4 separate regions of the Mus musculus genome follow, and all the other regions are linked to region 4. Evidence: chromatin contacts called from public Hi-C and promoter capture Hi-C data. All regions are on one chromosome and are shown on one strand. The core of a region is the stretch at or near the end of the contact, and the rest is flanking DNA. Distances in the headings are between cores, read along the strand shown.

What was found. Promoter capture Hi-C pulls out the DNA fragments that hold promoters and counts their contacts. A called contact is a pair of places that touch in the nucleus more often than the background predicts.
Region 1: a contact with region 4 is called in a promoter capture Hi-C map of pre-B cells, with 2.9 times the contacts expected there. The contact joins the promoter of Gfod1 here to the promoter of Hivep1 in region 4. A contact is called at or near these places in 2 of 39 promoter capture datasets (neutrophils and pre-B cells).
Region 2: a promoter capture Hi-C map of pre-B cells shows a contact between it and region 4, with 2.6 times the contacts expected there. The contact joins the promoter of Nol7 here to the promoter of Hivep1 in region 4. A contact is called at or near these places in 2 of 39 promoter capture datasets (liver and pre-B cells).
Region 3: a Hi-C map of the G1E-ER4 cell line shows a contact between it and region 4, with 5 times the contacts expected there. The contact joins the enhancer-like site here to the promoter of Hivep1 in region 4. A contact is called at or near these places in 1 of 39 promoter capture datasets (hippocampal neurons) and 1 of 484 Hi-C or Micro-C datasets (the G1E-ER4 cell line).

The regions. Positions count from the first base shown.
Region 1 is chr13:43,302,902-43,305,995 of GRCm38.p6, forward strand. It overlaps Gfod1 (glucose-fructose oxidoreductase domain containing 1), which reads right to left and starts at 1,271. Exons shown (of 2, transcript NM_001033399.4): 1 at 344-1,271. The coding sequence starts at 596. Gm52047 (a long non-coding RNA gene) reads left to right here and starts at 2,583. Exons shown (of 3, transcript XR_003950636.1): 1 at 2,583-2,829.
Region 2 is chr13:43,396,531-43,399,735 of GRCm38.p6, forward strand. Nol7 (nucleolar protein 7) reads left to right here and starts at 1,846. Exons shown (of 8, transcript NM_023554.2): 1 at 1,846-2,128; 2 at 2,205-2,265; 3 at 2,981-3,039. The coding sequence starts at 1,875.
Region 3 is chr13:40,721,752-40,724,745 of GRCm38.p6, forward strand. It overlaps Tfap2a (transcription factor AP-2, alpha), which reads right to left. Exons shown (of 7, transcript NM_011547.5): 4 at 1,340-1,571. Among named protein-coding and RNA genes, the nearest start is that of Gm26688, 4.6 kb to the right of the region's middle. Within about 2 kb of position 1,395, at least 262 of the 459 cell types and tissues checked have an H3K27ac peak or open chromatin away from gene starts, as enhancers often do. A contact at or near this core is called in the G1E-ER4 cell line, where this site is marked.
Region 4 is chr13:42,050,713-42,053,832 of GRCm38.p6, forward strand. Hivep1 (human immunodeficiency virus type I enhancer binding protein 1) reads left to right here and starts at 1,309. Exons shown (of 9, transcript NM_007772.2): 1 at 1,309-1,378.

The DNA.
Region 1 (3,094 bases), core at 21-2,520, 1.3 Mb after region 4:
GCTCTCCTTTTCCAGACGCACGCGCACCCACACACCAGAGCACTAACTAACGTATACAGCTGGGTACCGAGTTTCCCTCCTGGAACAGCAACCGGTCTTCTGTATCTGACCCATTCGGTTCCTATACCTAGAATCCAAGCCTATTCTAGCCTCCGCACCACACACGTGGGGATGCGCTTCCAGCTGGTATCAGGAGCGAAGCGTGGAGGTGGGGGAGGCCACCGACTGGAAAGGGGAAAGCTGGGACTAACAAGCTTGGGTTTGGGATTCCTGGGATATGTCCAATTGGAGAGAAGCGAAGAGCCGAGCTAAAGAAGAGAGGGCTGGGGGAGGGGTCGCTCACCCAGGGTTTTGACAGCGATCTGCCTAGTGAGCGGCGGCGGCAGGTTGATGCACACCAAGTCCACATCCTGGTGCAGGAGCACCTCGTCGATGCGGCTGGTGTAGAAAGGAACGCTCATCTCCTTGGCCAGCTCCTCGGCTTCTTCCTGCGTGCGGCCCCACAGCGCCTTCACCGCGAAGCCCTCATCTTTCAGCAGCGGGATGATGACTCGGGCTGTGAGGCTGGTGCCGAACACGCCCACCCCGGGAAGCATGGCTGCTCAGGTCCGCCCGGTTCTGCTGCTGCCGGGATCTCCAGTCGAACACCGGCGCACACGCCTCTCCGGCCGGTCCCGCAGTCCCCGGCTCCTCGACCGACCTCGCTGCGCTGCGCTAGCCGCCGAGCCCCGGGCAAGGCGCCCGAGTGCGGTGGCGTGACAGCGCACCGAACCACAGACCCTGCAGGCTCCGGGAGCCTCAGCGCGGTGACTGCTGCAGTGCCCGCCACTCGGGGCTCGTGTCCTTCCCGGAGACAGCGGCAGGGACTCCGCCAGGACGCACGAGGCCCCGAAGCCCCGTGGAGCCCGGGCTCAGGCAGCGCTCCCGCCGCAGCGCCGGCCGGCTCCGTGCGCCCCGCGGAGGCCGCCCCATGGCCGGCTCATCCCGGCAGAATCTCTCTCCCGGATGGCGCTCCCGCTTCACCACCCTCTGTGGGCTGCGGATCTTCTTTTTCCCCAAGTCCTTGGTAACGAATGGAACCCAGAGGCCACCCGGAGGCCGACTAAGGATGAGGCTCGTAGTGTACCAGGCGCCGATCCCGAGCAGCAGCACCGCAGCGGCGGACACCACCCGGCGCCAGGCTCCTCATTCTGCTGCCATATTCGCTCGCTCGCAGCGCGCCTTGGGCGGCCTCGGCCCCGCTCGGGCTCGGGCTCCGGCTCCGGGATCCCGCGGGTACGAGGGCGGAGTTGGCGACTTTGACTGTCAGCGGCCGGGGTTCCTGCACCGCCCTTGCGGTAGCGCCGTGCTCCATTGGCCGCCAAGCGTCGCCCCCGCCCTTGTCTCCGCCGCCCAAGGCACTCGTTGCGCTCAGCGCCCGGCCCCTGGAACCCGCTTTGACTCCTCCCCGGCCCCGCCTGTCTCGCCTGCTGCCCCCGGGTGGCTTCCCTTTCTCTGCGCTCTCCGCCTCCGCGGCCGCCTCCTCCTCGTTGTGCTCCAAGCTCCGCCCAAGCAAGCAAATAAATCTATCAAAGCAGGGCGCGCCCTTAATAGGCTAGGACTGGGTTCCTTGGAAAAGATTGGCGGATGCTAAGACCCCGGGGAGGCCGGAGGACCCCACGAAGTGTGAGCAGCGTGGTTCACAGTCTCCTCTCCCGGATATTTTTCTGTGCTCGCCACTGCTCTAGGAAGCTGTCCAGGCACTTAACCCTGAGGTTATTGGAAACTCGTTTCATTGATGAGAAAGTGAGCTCTGAGGAGGTTAAGGGACTTGCTCAAGGTGACACACATGAACAACAGTGCCAGGATCGGAAGGCAGACACCAGCATCTCGGCGCTGAACCCCTAGAGTTCTGACTCGCAAGTGTGCCAGCTCCAATCCCAAACCAACTCCACTCCTGAGGAGGCTCCACTGGTCACCTACTCCATGCTTGTGCCCATGTGGCATGGGCGACCTCACCCAGACTCCGCAGTGGCTGTGGCACGTGTGTCTAGAGTCTGGTCTTCCTTGTTTACTTCTGGCTGCCTGCCACTCCTGGCCACTGCCCTCTGTCAGCTTCAGTTCCCTGGCACAGCGCTTCTCCTGGCCTTTAATACATCTGCAGTCAGAATGCTGGGGACCATCAGTCCGAGATGCGTGGAAAGCCCTAACTGCGGTGGTGACTGAGTGAGCGTCTGATGGCTCAAGATATCCTCGTCACTTATCACGGGGCCTAAGGAGATAGTAGGCACTTGTCTAAGTACACAAATGGATGGATATTCACCACCTGTCACATTGTGCCCTCTTCGTACTGGGAGGGAGGAGTCAATGCCAAAGGGCAAGTGGACCTGCTCTTCTAGCTCAGTGTTTCTGGAAAGGTGAGGTTACTACTGTCTATTATGTTCATCCCTGGCCTTTAGCACTCAGAGGAAGAGACACGTGTCCTGCTTCAACATAAGCGTGGAAAACATGATACATCCGAGTGTTTAAAGCAACTGTAACAACTGGCACAGAGACGGGGCTCTTGGAGAGAGCTGTACACACACACACACACACACACACACACACACAAAGGCTGATGTGGCAATGGGAGGAGGCAAAGTTGACCTCAGGACGACATTATTAAAAAGGACAAAGTGCTCCGGGATTGGCAACAACCTGAACAGGGTCAGACAAAGAGCAGACAAGATATGCCTGCTGATGGTTAGCTGAGAAGTGCCTAAGGAAAAGGAGGCGTGCAGCCATGGCTGCCAGGGTGCTGCTTTGGAGCAGAGCGAGAGCCACGGTGTGCCGCCCCTGGACAGGTGCAAGGTGGGTGACTCCTGGCTTGCAGAGTCAGAAGCCAGAGCTGACTCTTGGCTCTGCCATTTACACCCTGTGGGACCCGGGACAAATGTCTTCTCTGTGTCCGTCTGTAAAGGGGGACAATAGCTAACACTAGAGAGGACCATGTGATTTGACAGTCGTGACGTCCTGAGAAGGATGCTCCCTAGAAAGGTTCTATGTGATATATATGCCCTCTATTTTGATATTTATTTTTATTACATACATTCTATTTGAAAATAAATGTTAGGCC
Region 2 (3,205 bases), core at 596-3,095, 1.3 Mb after region 4:
CTCCCCACAGGTGTTTGTTAGTCCAACCATGTTGACATTTAAAATGATCTACCGCAGGCAACAAGGGAGAGTTGCGTGTACCATAGGTGACAGTCATTTGTAACAAATCCTAAAAGTCCTTTGCGTGAAGGAGATAGATTATCTGACCAATTGGGAGTCTGGAGAAGTAGCCAGGCAGCATGAGGGTCACACTGGAGGTGGTAAGCTGAAGCTAGGGAGCTAGTTATAATTTCAGTGATACCTTTCCAAGGTGTGTGTCTGTGTGTCTGTCTGTATGCAATGGCTATGCGTACTGCAGGGGCCAAAGCCCTTGGAGCCCCTGGAACTAGTCATAAGTGGTTATGTAGCGGGCGGTGGTGGCGCACGCCTTTAATCCCAGCACTCTGGAGGCAGAGACAGGAGGATTTCTGAGTTCAAGGCCAGCCTGGTCTACAAAGTGAGTTCCAGGACTGCTAGGGCTACACAGAGAAACCCTGTCTCGAAAAACAAAACAAAACAAAACAACAAAAAAAAGTGGTTGTGTGCTGCTTGACATAGGTACTAGAAACTGAACTAAGGTTCTCTGGAAGAGCAAGCAGTAAGTTGAAGTTCTCTTAACTGCCGAGCCGTCTCTCCTGCCCTCTGTGACACTTTAATGCGGCATCTACACGTATGGACCATCACATGCTTTTGGTAGGTTGTCACCGGGCTTCAGTTTAACCTCTCTCAATGCTAGTTACTGTAGGGGTCTGCTGATGCAAACATTTGTTTTCTTGCAATAGGTTTCACTTTAGTTCAGGCTGGCCCAGACTTTAAGATGTTCTTGCTTCGGCTTCCCGAGTGCTGGGATTTCAGGCGTGCACTACTCTGCCGGACTCAGAGAATGTTTTTCATTTGTATTTTCTATCTGACCGAGCCCAGACGTTTCAGAGCCACCCTCCCCATCCTTCTCTGCCTACGATGTCTCTAGCAGTTCTTGTTTTGTTTTGTTTCTGAGACAGGGTTTCTCTGTGTAGCCTTGGCTTTCCTGGAACTCACTCCATAGACCAGGCTGGCCTAGACTCACAAGAGTTCCTCCTGCCTCTGCCCCGCACCACTAGGATGAAAGGCATGCACCACCACCTACAGGCCTTGTTTTGATCTTTTTATCCACACTTATTTGTTCTTTTTAAATTGGAAACTGCTTCTAAACAAGAGGGGGGGGGGGATAAGGTTTAGAAGTAGGAAGTATATATGTTAACTAACCATTTGTCGAACATATAGTGTGACATTAGAAATCAATGACTTTAGAATGGTAGAAGCAACAGCCAGGTGACTTGAGTATTTAGAGAATAGTGTAACTAAACATGCCATGGTCTCTGGGTGGGACGTTGAAAGTCAACCGTTCTGCGTAGGGGAACACATATCAGAGAGGACAGCTCATCCAAGTGCACGGATAGATTAGGGAATGAAGAATCATTTCCTACTGTATAGCTGGTAAAAGACATCACGTGGGCCATGTATTCCCAAAAAATATATGGGCAGAGGATTGCAAGGGTTGGAGGGGGTGGGGGTGGTGATGGGGGTGGGTCGTACACAATACATACAGGGATGCATCTCACAAGCAACGATGGTCATTTATTTCGTTATTTATTATACCCTTGCCTCTGTTCCATAGATCTAAGCAACCTGGGGGAGAAAAAAAAAAAAAAAAAAAAAAAAAGGCGGCGACACCTAGCAGCACGAAACCACGCCCTCTTACCCCCCCCCCCCGTCTCAGCCATGAAAAGCCCCGCCCTCCCGCGCACGCGCCTCAGCACGTTTCGCGGCCTCCGAACCAGCAGAGGGCGTAGAGAGCGCGCACCGCGCACGGCTGCTTCCGGGTCAAGGGTCAGACAGCCGCCTTTCCGTTTGCCATGGTGCAGCTCCGGCCCCGCTTGTCGCGTATTCCCGCGCCGGCTGAGGCGATGGTGGACGAGGACCAGGCGGCCTCGGAGGAGGAGGAGGCGGAGCACGGCCTGCTGCTCGCGCAGCCTAGCAGTGGCGCGGCCGCCGAGCCCCTGGACGAGGAGGAGGACGCGGACGACGAAGCCCCGGAGGAGCTGACTTTCGCCAGCGCCCAGGCGGAAGCCCGGGAGGAGGAGCTGCGCGTGCGCGCGAGTGCTCGCAGGTGCAGCGCCCGGGAATGTTGGCGCCTCGGGACTCCCCAGGCTCGGCCGGCGCTGACCCGACTCCTTTCCTTCCAGGGATAAAACGCTGTTGAAGGAGAAGAGGAAACGGCGCGAGGAGCTGTTCATCGAACAGAAGGTTGGACGCGGGACTTGTCGCTTATGTAAACTCGGCCGGGGCTAGAGTTCCCTTGCTAAAAGCTCCTTAAAGGATAGGGTACTGGAGAGGTGCAAGGGCCATTGGCGTTTCTTGGAGTCTGCCGTAATTCAAAGTAGGCGTGGAAGCACTGACACTCATCTATCCCTGACAGTAGGTCTTACAGGCTTCCAGAGGTGGTGAGGTTTGCTTGAGTTTTTAAAATTCTAGGCTGGAGCTAATGATTTCTTTTTTCGCACCCCAGAGATCTGATTTCGAGTGGCCATACCTAAATACCTTTCAGTTAGTAGCCGGGATACTTGAACGTTGAGCTACTTTGGGTAAAATGACAGGGAATGTATTGGGCTTTCTTTTCTTTTCTTTTTTTTTTTTTTTTTTTTTTTTTTCTTCCGAGACAGGGTTTCTCTGTATAGCCCTGGCTGTCCTGGAACTCACTTTGTAGACCAGGCTGGCCTCGAACTCAGAAATCCGCCTGCCTCTGCCTCCTGAGTGCTGGGATTAAAGGCGTGCGCCACCATGTCCGGCCTGTATTGGGCTTTCTAAATCCAGTCTTAATGTTGTCGGTTTAGAGGCAGCAGGGACGTATTCACAGATTGGCCCGAATTCAGGACTGTTCGAAATGAGTAACGTTAGAAGTTATCTCCAGGCATACCTGTACCTCACTTTAACTTGTCATCAAATGTCTTTATCCCCAAAGAAAAGAAAGCTGCTTCCAGATGCTGTATTAGAGCAGCTAACTACAGCTTCAGAGGCCGAGTAAGTATTGCAGTTTCTACGTGCATAAAGTCTGTAGACCCTAAGAAATTCTCCCCAAACTTAAAAGCTACACAGTGCTTTTGGAGTTCCTCAACTTTGTCTAGCAAGATAGATGGTAAGTAAGTGACTGAGAACATTTAGTGTTGCAGCAGGAACTTAAACCCAG
Region 3 (2,994 bases), core at 145-2,644, 1.3 Mb before region 4:
ACAAGATCTGCTGTTAGGTTGTTCCCAGTGACCAAAGTTATCATCGCGCTCTCATTTCATGTCCTGGCTTTGATCCCAATGGGAAATGCACCTTGCCAAGTGTTTACATGCCATGTCAGGAGCATAACTGGAAATGTCAAGAGGCTGATGGCTGATATCAGCCTTCAAAATTTTTCCCTGATTTCAGAAACAATGGAGTCACTTCTAAATAGATGTCTAAATAGACTCCCATAATCAGAAAGTGGTTAAGATAAATTGTTTAAATAAAACAGCAAATTAATTAATTTCAGATTTTATTCCCTACTCAAGTGGGTCTTTAATTGTGTGGATTAGATTATACTCCCATAGGTGAGCAGTCTCCGATATTGGGGATGGGGGGAGGGGAGGAAAAAGCAGAGGGCAGAGAAAGATCTGTGACAGTAAAAGATAACTAAGGAAAGCCGCTGGTATTAACTCTGCAAAAACCCTCTTAGAGTATGTAGGTGGGCCATACCCACCAAGGCCCAACTGAGAGTTATTAATATACAGGAATAAAGTTAGACAACGAATTACAGGTCTTTTGTAGAGAGGAGAGTAAGAGACATACTCTTTGGCCAAATTTAATACTAGGCCTACAACTCACACCATTGGATAGATCCCTAAGAACACACCTGGCTCTGAAACTTTTCTCTCTTTAGACTCTACCTCCCTGGCCCTTGTGAAAAACAGGACTCACTCACTTCAGAGAGGTGAGACTCCTGTGTTAATGGATGCGACTACATATAATGAACAGAAACCTGTCACACATCACAGCAAATCAGAACGTCAAAAGAACACCCCCCCCCCCCCCCCCCCCGTACAGAGACTGGAGTGGAGGTAGAGGTTCCTTATGGCAGGAAGTGCCAGCAACCAGGGATGGGAGGCACGCAGCAAGCAGAAGTCACTCTCTTTCTTTACTTGAAAACCTGTCTGTTAAATCTCCACTCAAGACCCTACAGTGTAGTAAGGCAAAGCAAGGAGCCCGGAAGCTTTTCTGAGCTTGTAACCTGTGCGCAACCAGGGAAAAGGCAGCAGCACGGCGCCCCACGGCTGCCAAGGCTGGGACTGAGCCCCAGACGTAGAAAACTGCGCCTGCGTGCTGCAGAAAGCGGAGTTCCCGAGTGCGCAGGCGCGTTGCCTCACACCCCACCCCCGCCTTCAGCCACGCCCACAAAGCGCCACTCTTTTCTCTCCGCCCCTTTCACGTCGCGCGTGCAGTACAGCTACCGGCCCAGCGCAGGCGCACTGGGGCCGGGTTCCCGGGGTGGAGCGGGGCGGGGCGGGGCCGGGTGGGGCGGGGCGGGGCCGGTCCGAGCCTCACCTCCGCAGTACTCCGCCCAGGAGCGACGCGTTAAGACACTCGGGCGGTGAGAGGCGCCGCTGTACTTCCGCCACCGTGACCTTGTACTTCGAGGTGGAGCTGAGGAGCGACAGGCGACCCGGAACTGAACAGAAGACTTCGTTGGGGTTTACCACGCCACCGAAGAGGTTGTCCTTGTTAATAGGGATGGCGGAGACAGCATTGCTGTTGGACTTGGACAGGGACACGGGGCCTGCGAAGACAGATGCGGGCGCGTGTGGGGGGCGGACCGACCGAGCGCTGCTCAGCTCAGGAATCCCGAGGCGGCATCCTGCCCTGACCCTTGCAGCAAGCTGTCTAGAGATGGCTGATGCTGTCGCGACCCCCTAGGCTCTCAAAGGGCTCCGAAGTGATGCAGGAGCTTGGGTTTAGGGAGGCAACGAATGGGTTTTATGTGTAAACCCGAGACAGGGTTGGTGTAGTGGGGGTTTTGCTGGCGAAAGGCTCAGTGCCAAAAGAAATTGCTGTTAAAACCAGCAGACAGTTTCGATTGCTGCAGCAGCCAGTAAATGAACATTTCAGTAAGCTAGCAAGTGGTGGATTCTGTTATCACACACTACACGTCCGTCCTTTCATCAATAGACCCTTATGTTCCATTTAAAAGACACTCGGGCTTTGGAGATCATTCCAAGCCCGTGAACAGGACTCAAGAATAGGCCTACAGTTGAACATTAGGAATGCATCCTTTTGTTGAGCAAATACTAAATGAACCCTGTCTGTCTAAGCCCCTTCAAAGGGATGGGGGTTAGGATATATAATCAGTTAAAACCATAAGCTCTTCATTGTTGGATCTACCATTGTTAGAAAACAAATTCAAGACCATCAGAACAAGGGGTTCATTTCTTAACACATGAAATTCAGATGCACCTACAACCGTTTAAGTTCAATGCGTTTGTATCTTAAAATTCCACACAGAGACATATAATAATATGCACAGTCTCATCATAGCACCTCTCATGTTTTTGTTTTGTTTTGCCTTTAAATAGGGATATTCTACTTGTATGGGGAGGTGAGGGCCTCTAGGTTTTGGATAGATCACTTGTGACATTAATAGCTCTGGGGAGGCTAATAGAGACAATAGGAGTTAAACGAACTCGGGAGAGATTACTAATAAAAGAGCCAATTATCATGTCGACTTGGAAAGAGTACCTCTTAACATTTATCCCTTACACATCTAATTTGACATGACAAAGATTTCACAGATGCAAAAATGAAACTTTAAACTAGCTAACAATATACTGATTCGGGGGTTAGAAATGAGAACAGTTTTATATAGCATCATCCTCTGGTGGTGCCCAGAATCCTGAAGTACCTGCCACCATAACAACAAAAGTACTGCTGCTGCATTTAATACAAGAAACTTTATTTCTACCCACTAAGCACAATGCAGATGATAAACCCATGCAAATTATGTAACATCTTTCTTTTCTATATACATAGGTCAACAGTGGGCATCTTCAAGATACTAATTTTAACCAAAAGCTAAATTTTTGCTAACCTAATTCAAGTTTTAAAGCCTTGAAACTCAATCAAGAGACTAGAAACTAAATCAGAGATCTCGAAAGTTGTCCTCCCCTGATAGGGTGCATTTTTTCAATCTGACTTTTTATTAATAT
Region 4 (3,120 bases), core at 59-2,558:
TAAGCTTGCCATTACCAAGTATTCCATTTTTAATAATTTCCATTCTGGGGCTTTGTGCTTTTCTTAGCTCCAGCAAGCTAGAGGTAGGACTTCCTCGGGGGATTTTAGGGGTCAACCGTTAGCAGGAACGACCTGGACATCTTTATGAAAGCCTAAGGGAGCAAAACAAGTTTGCACAGATGGTCAGCTGTTAGTGGGCGTATGATCGCTTAACAAAGAATATTTTTGTTTTGCGCCTTTTTTTTTTTAACACCTTATTCTTTCCAACTTTGAGGTGGCCCGTACAATCTTCTATCGGCTTTTTTTTTTTTTTGTGGATGCGTGTAATTTTTAAGTTCAAACTGCTAGTATTATGCCTACCCTTGAAAACCTGCTTCGTTCCCCAGAGTCAGCTCTCCTGATATTTCCAGAAGTTTCCAGTTCCCGTTCTCTAACGCTTTCTAGCAGCCGGGGTCAAACTCTGGTTTGTAATAAATTAGTCTGTCTTCCCTGTTCACTCCCCCAGAGTTCCAGAAGCCTGCTGGGTGGCTCCGCCCCGCACCCCCTCTTCGGCTTCCAAAGTTCCCTCGCGGGTTAGTCCCCAGCTGACAGGCAGCTAAGGAGGGGTTAACTGCGCTCGCCGCTGCTTAGGCTCTGGGAAGCACCGGCTCTCTCCGGAATAACCTTGGCTTTCCTCGGTCTTTTAATAGAACATCCGCCACCAAAAAAGTGGTTTCAGTTTAGGGCTTAATAACACGTCCCCTCTGACCCTCCAAGTCAACAACCCAGCCCCCTTTCATTCTCTCTCTCTTTTTTAAAAGTTATTTTTTAAAGTTAATGCGTTTCAAGTTTCACTATGATTTTCCCCTTCCCTCTACGCGGAGCAGAGGAAACCCCCTTGGGGTCCCCCCTCCCTCCAGGGTCCTCCTCCTCCTCCTCCTCCCTACCAGGGCCAGGGCGAGGGGCGGGGCTGGGAGACACCATGACGTCACCGGGCCGGCCCACAGCCTGCTCTAGAAAGTCAAAAGACGGTAAAGAGAATCCGGCCCCGCCCGGCCCCGCCCCTCCTCCCGGGCCAACCGCCCCCGACTGCGGCCCGGCCGGGCTTCCCCGGGCCGCGGAGCCCCGCCTCCGCTGCCGCCCCGCCCCGCCCCGCCCTTCGGGCCGCGCCTCCTCCTGCGTCCTGGGTCCCCGCGGCGGGGCCTGCGGCGGGCGGGCGGGCGGGCGGGGCGGCAGGGGGCCCCGGGCCGGCTTCACAGGAGCCCGCCCTCCCGCCGCAGCCCCCGCCCCGCCGCCCCCGGGGATCCCCTGCTGCCCCGCCCACGCGCGGGGGGAAGCCGCCGACCTTCGCCCTGGCCGCCCTCGCGCTGCCAGCCGTCCTCACGGACACCCGGGAGAGGTAAAGGCCGCTCTCCCGCCGGGTTCCACTCGGTCCCTCCCGCGCCCAGCTCGCGCCTCGGTGCCCGTCGGGAGGAGGCTCCGCTTGTGCTGATGTCCCGGTTGTCAAGTGCAGCGCAGTTCCCGACGGGTGCGGGGCCGGGCGCGGCGGTGGGGGCGCTGCACCCGGGAGAGCGCGGCGCGGGGGGCGGGGGCCGGGACCACCTCCCCCTGGCGGGCGGGCGCGCGGGTGTGCGTGTGAGTGAGTGTGTGCGCGTGTGCCGGCGCCGACCTTGCGGAGGGGATGCTGCGTGCGGGAGCCGCTTGCCACTTCGGCGGGTCCTGGCCGCACGGGCGGCGGGAGCTGCGGTCCTGCGAGCCCAGCAGGTACGGAGGGCCGGCCTCCTGGTCGCCGCGGCCGCTTCTCGCAGGAGGGCTCGGCGGGGCTGCGGGAGACCAGGCCGCGGCTTCCGCACCTCCCGGCTTTGTGGCTCGCTTTCCCTTTCGGTCTTTGCCCGGAGTGCCTGTTTACTCCGGGCCACCTGGGTAGTTTCCCTCCCCGTAGGGCGCGCGCCCGCCGCTGGTGGGTCGGGGCCGGTGGGTAGGGGCGCGGGGCGGCTTGGGCTCGCCGCGGGGTCGGGCTCCAGCCGGAGTTGCGGCTAGAGAGGGGAGGGGGCTGTGGCGAGGCTGGCGCGAGGAGGAGTCTCAAGGCTGCTGCTCTCGCCGACTCTGTCCTCCTCCTCCTCCTCCTCCTGCTCTCCGCATCCACTCTAGGCTCCTTCCGGAGCTGGCACTTCCATTCCCCCCTCCTTCTGGCATGCGAAGCGCTTTGTTCAGTGCAGCGTTGCAGAGGGGTTTTCCCAGGCTCCGCCCTCCACATTCATTCATGTTTTTTCTCCTTGTGACTGTCTTTACGCTTTTTTGATTGTGTCCTGTTTTTGCACCTTGTAGTATGTATTTCTTTCTCGAGAAAGAATGGTCGATCACTGGTCCTAGTCGCCACGGTGGTGCTGTCGTCTTTGAAAATAACCACTTCTCCACCGCGGATTTAAATGTGGGCTGGACAGCTAGGGACAGGGGGGCTGGAGGCTGCAAAACCGGGTCGCACAAAGCTGTTACAGGTTGGGAATTTGCATATTTTAACATTTAAGCTTGGGAGCTGTGGGAGGTCACGTGATCGGCTTACAATCCGAGTTCACGCTTTAAAAACTTCGTAATATCGTGACCGCTTAAAAGCTTTAGTTTTAATACGGAACGGAACACTTACAGCTTTATCTTTAAATTCTCTGTGCAGTCAAAACCTTTTTGGATGCTATAGCTGATGCCTCTGTGGTAGGGGGAGTTGAGGAGCTCTATCTTTCACCCATCATTGACCGTCCTGTTTCTTATTCTTCCCCTGGCGTTAGATTGGGGATAGTTTGTGTTATGCCGACTAATAGCCGTGTTAAGAGCCGTGTTGCTTACAGTCGCAAGCACGGTAATAGCCGCCTTTTCCTTATGCGTTTTAACTAAAGTGAAAACATACATCTAAAACCTTAGTCTGGGATACATGTTCTTTACCTTAGAGGCGTTCTTCCAGGGAATTAATATTTCAGCATTTTCATGTGGTAGGCAAAGCTTCTACATTGTGTAGCTTACTCCTCAGTCCTTAGCCCGTTTGGGGTGGATAATGTTTCCTGATTTTACAGCTTGGGAAATCTGATCTTCTTTTCTGAGAGCTTAAGTACCTTGAACAAGGCCACACAGAATGGGGTAAAGCCTGGC